Linked DNA regions of Gossypium hirsutum: region 2 is linked to region 1. Evidence: chromatin contacts called from public Hi-C data. All regions are on one chromosome and are shown on one strand. Each heading gives the region's core, a stretch centred on a gene start, on an enhancer-like site or on the middle of the called end of the contact. The rest is flanking DNA. Distances are from core to core; before and after follow the strand shown. Region 1 has its middle 8.2 kb from the start of LOC107933338. Region 2 holds the start of LOC107925448.

Evidence for each region. Hi-C and Micro-C count contacts between places; a contact is called where the count stands out from the background.
Region 2: a Hi-C map of leaf shows a contact between it and region 1, with 2.6 times the contacts expected there. The contact joins the promoter of LOC107925448 here to the enhancer-like site in region 1. A contact is called at or near these places in 10 of 34 Hi-C or Micro-C datasets (callus, hypocotyl and leaf).

What each region holds. Positions count from the first base shown.
Region 1 is chrA12:21,409,426-21,412,125 of Gossypium_hirsutum_v2.1, forward strand. No RefSeq gene overlaps it. Among protein-coding and RNA genes, the nearest start is that of LOC107933338, 8.2 kb to the right of the region's middle. Within about 2 kb of position 1,381, at least 2 of the 9 cell types and tissues checked have an H3K27ac peak or open chromatin away from gene starts, as enhancers often do. A contact at or near this core is called in leaf, where this site is marked.
Region 2 is chrA12:21,739,172-21,741,871 of Gossypium_hirsutum_v2.1, forward strand. LOC107925448 reads right to left here and starts at 1,445. Exons shown (of 7, transcript XM_016856139.2): 1 at 1-1,445. The coding sequence starts at 1,202.

The DNA.
Region 1 (2,700 bases), core at 131-2,630:
GGGGTAGGATCTATGCTATTAAAATCGAAACTATATGGCATCCATAAAAACATATACATTCAAATCTGGGATTTCTAATATGACATGTATATGTATATTGTGAGTGATCTGAAACATAGGTATTCTGAAAGTGTCATTGAAAATTATTTCTATGTGACATATTAATATGTTTAATCATTTGCATTGGTTTTCTTGTGATTAAACTCACACCGAGCATCATAGCTCACTCCCCCTTTAATTTTCATCCTTACAAATAACCCACTAGGTTAGGACGCGGACACGACATTCGGAGGGTCTCTGCTCGGCTTTATTTATTAAAATATTTATATTTATTATTTGATATTTTATTATTCAGAGATTGTATTATTTAATTTTGAATTGTTTTGTGGGATTTAGGATTTGTTTTCTTTTAGCATACATGACTTTTAATTTGATTTTAGGTTACTGAAATATAAATATTAATTAGTTATGCATGAACTTTAGTTTTTATGAAAAATATAAACTATTATTACTTTTCCACTGCTAAGTTATAACTAAATTTTGAGTAATAAATAAGTCGATAATTAACTAACTTCTCTTCTAAAATAATCAAATTTTTTAAAATGATTGTTTTCAAAACTCCAATAACTTATTGGGTCATTTCGGTGGCTAATGTAATCTTCCGAATTCAGGTCTAATAATTAAGCGGGGTTAGAGAGGTTACAATTTTCCACTTTTCCACTCCATGCTCCTATACTTCCACTTTTCTACCCAACTAAGTAGTCGAAGAATTTTTCATGTAGAGGAGATTTGTAAAAGAGTGTTTCAAGAAGTAATATATATACCTTTGTTAAGAGAGAAGCTAATGGCGCTGCAGACAGGGTTGCTAGTCAGGCTAAAAAGAGGATGAGTCTAGAAGACTGAATGAATTCACCGACATCTTCTTTGGTACATATACTGAGCAGAGATGGCTTGCCAACTTGGCACTAGGTGTTTTCTGTCTGTATTGACATGTTATCAATAATGTTTGTTTTAAATGGAAAACGAAATCAGTTAATTTATATATTGTATCCAAAGCATTAAAATTTCAAAATTTAATATCTACAATCACACTTCCCTACATGGACTCGATACATATGTAAGAAACTATTGACAACATATTTTTACAATGTGAACTGATCTGTACTGAGTTAAATTCTAGAAAGAAATGTACATTTTTGGTTTTTGAAAAGAATAAAGAATGCCCAACTTCTTCCATATATAAGGTGGTCCAAGAATTTAGGAAACTATCAAAATTTAACCAATAAAAAAGTACACGTGAAACGTTAGTGGGAAAGCACTGCACATTGGCAGCAACCGATGGTTCTATATTGTTTGAGGCAGATCAGAATTGCCAACACTCTGTAGAGTTCTCGAGGTTAATTGAGCAACACGACAAATTCCATTAGCCCCATTAGACCACCCCCTTTTAAAGTGCCAGTTTCATATTTCATTACAGTTTTCGTCAATTTTCTTCCTATTATTAATTAATAATGGACCACTTTTAACGATGACTTAAATTATGAAACACCGTACTTCAATTCACTTCCATTGATTGGAGGTTTATGAAAAAGAATAGTTTAATTAAATTTTTTTGTCTATATTATTTACCTTTTGGTATAAATGATTTCTCTTGTATACTGTGGATAAGGTTTTTCAAGATGGGTGATAACTGATAAAAGTAAAAAATCTTCAAAGCTATCAAAGTATCAAAAATGGCTTTCCTTGAATCAAGCAGGAGCTGTGTTTGTGGATAAATAATAATAATAACAAAGGGAAAAAAGTTTAGATTTGAAGAATATTATAAGTATAGACAGACAATTTACGAATCATTTAAAGAATTCATCTTTACTTTTTTCTTAAAAAGATAATAATCATTTGATCTGCCCATATTGATGGGTTAGAATTCATTCATCATCCTTTTGGGATAATCCCCATATATTAAAATACAAGAAAAAGAACTCCTAAAATTAACCATATTTTTGGATGAATATTAAAATTATTTTTATTCAATGTGTAAAGTTTATATGAATTTTGATTTACATTCAATTTTAAAAAATTACTAACTAGATAAGTTAATTTGGATTACGGATTCGGATATCTGTAAATATTCAATATGAAATTTGCAAATTCAGATACCAAAATTACTATCCGCTAGAGATGCAAATAGACCCCTTGGATATCTATTAGCCGAGTCTGCATTTGTTATTCGAATCTCAAATATCTACAGATATTCGACTCTTCATAACTTTTCCAAAAATATTTAAAATTTTGATTCCAACAAGATTCAAACACATGACTTTTGACAATTAAAATTATACTTTAACCATTAAAACTAATCTTCAATTTTAGTTAGTTTACATAAATTATTAAAAAAAATATAAATATCAATAAAAATATTTTCTAAAATTAAATATTTTAATTAATAATAAAATTAAATATAATAATAAATAATAAGTTTAATAAATTTAAATATGTTAAAAAATTATCAGACGAATATATCTTATTTAAACATTTTTTCTTTCAAATCTCGTATAGCTTTTCTTAATTTTTTTTTTTGTATTTGTAACTAAACAATGAGATGAAATCATTAGAATTTCTAAATTTGCGATTATCCCTTTTAGTATTTGATCAACTCAGTTAGTTAAATTATTTTAAACAAAAAAGTTAACCAATATTTAT
Region 2 (2,700 bases), core at 195-2,694, 330 kb after region 1:
CTGGCAATCTCTTGAGTCCCAATTCCATCTTTAGGAAGAGGAGAAGATGCTCTCCATGCATTTCCTTCCCGCACTTCTCTACTTGGTAGTCTTGCATCGATGCTGTAGGGGTCCAATTTAGCGACTTCACTGGAAAGTGTTCTTCCAGTATCATTGTCACGCAGTCCCCTCCTGTCAAAAAGACCGTGAGCTGGTTTATGTGGAAGTACACCAGCCCTTGGCATATCGAAATCTCTATCCCAGTGCGCTTCAGTTTTCGAGTAACCCTGATCCTTCCTGTGGTCCGAAACATGACCTGTATCACGCTCATCATCAGCCCAATCAGATCTTGGATTCAATCGAACCAAAGGAAGCGGCCCCGGGAAGTACTCATCCTGCTTCCTGCCTTGTTCTAATAAACGAGAACCACTTGTACGACGAGCTTCTCCACCTTTCTCACTCAATTCACTGTCAACGGCAATTCTCCCCGACCGCAATTGAGGAAGCATATCAGTAACTGAATTTGATCGCGATCCGTCCCCATGCTTATCAGACAACTCCTGACCTGCCATCGCCAATTGCTTCTGCTTCTGATTCAAACCATCTGTCTGTTTCTTTTCAGCCCCTGATACAACAGGTAATGCTGCTTGCAATGAAGGAAATTCCTCTCTCTTCAAAACTGTAGCTTTATCCAAAGGCAGACAACCTATCGCTGAAGCAGATGTGGAGGAAGTTGACCCTGACCTAACAGGAGGCGGCATATAAACACCACTACTTACCTTAGTCATCCCATCATCAGCATTCAAACGATCAACCCCGTCATTCACATGATCATCACCACCAACCAACCCTTCTTTCTCCTGCCAAGCAACTGAACCGGGTTTGGCCCATCCCATTCCGGACGAACCAGGCCTTGGCCCACTCACGGAAGCGCCTCCATTGGCGGGCACACCACCGGGTCCCAAAGAATCAAATCGCTCATGTTCCTTTCGCAATGATGGTAAATTCAAGGGGGGTGGAACAGATAACTTGGACCCACTCTTTTGGGAGCTACGAGGACGTGAAAGAACCACCATTCCTCCATTGCCAGCACCGGTACGTGCCCGATTTGACCCATAGGAACCCGAATGATGTGAATGGTAATGCTGTTTAGATGATTGTTGGGCATAATACTTGTTCAGATTCACTGAAACGAACTTATTCCCGCCACCGGAATTTGCCATGGGAGGGTCCGACCCGAGCTGTTAACCCGTTTGACGGATGCCGATGATCCCCGCCAAAGTATCAAAGTCCTAACCCTAGATTTTCCCTCCCTCAATATTCCCTGATTAAAATAATTATAAGAAACACAATATAAACAAGAATAAAAGAACAGATCAATCTCACTGTAACTACGAAATGAGAAGGGGGGAACTGGCTCCAGAATTTTATTCTAGTTTCTAATTAGGGTTTCGGTTTTGTATGCTAATTTCTATATTTTACTTTTATTTTTTTAAAAGGAAACAAGGGAGAAAAATGAAGCGTAGGATAAGGACTTACCTTCAGGTGCGTAGGTTAGAGAAGGGATATGCTAACGTGCGCACTCCAAAACCTGATAGCGAGAGAAGAGTTGGGAATGGGAGAGATGGCAAATCGATATAAATATAATTAATACCAAAACATATGTTTAGAATAAACATACAATAAACAACCAAACATATTATTTAAAACTAATTAATCATAATAATATAAAAAATATGTACCATATTAAAATAAAAATAAATTAAATTATAAGTAAAAGAAAATTTAAACATATAAATATATCAGATAAAAGCACTAAATGCATTTTTATAATAATTTAAACATTTCTTAATTTCCTAATCGAGTTAGTACTCGGTTAACTCGTGACACCAACTTAGTTAGAGATTTTGCTCATTTTAAATACGAAATGACATTTTTATAATTTCCTAACCAAGTTAGTACCTGGTTAACCCGTGACACACCAACTCAGTCAGGGATTTTATTAATAATATAAATATACAGCTAACAGAAATAATAACTTGTGCATATTAAAATAAAAATATATAAATACATCAAAATGAAGTTTTGGTTGAGTGGTAAATTTAAGATTTTACTAATCCAGTTGGCTCGGGTTTAAATCCAACCATATGCATATTTTAATTGGTTTTTATTAAAATGAAAATATTAATATATTCACAAATATTATAACTTATTTTAATTATGGAAGGGCATTTTCGTAACTTTTAACCAAATTGGTAACATGGTTGGAGTGACACCAACTTAATAAATAGCATAGATATATACAACTGGTAGAGATAATAAATTGTGCATATTAGAAAAATGTATAAAAAAATCAAAATAATGCTTTAGTTGAGTGGGAAATTTAAAATTTTATTTATCCAATTAGCATGAGTTTAAATCTCTTTATATGCATTTTTTCTTGGTTTTTGTTAAAATAAAAAACTAAAATGCCCTCAAATGATATGACTTATTTTAAATACGGAAGGGCATTTTCATAATTTCCTAATCAAGTTGGTACCAAAGTTAGCCTGTAACACCAACTCAGTTAGGGATTTTATTAATAATATAGATAATACATATATATATAAGAGATAGTTGTAAAGAACTTTTAACCCCTTTTATGGGTTAGTATTTGGCACATGATCTACAACAATTCGTTGCGGCAAATTAGAGCCCTTTCGATACTTAAAGAGTTTGTTT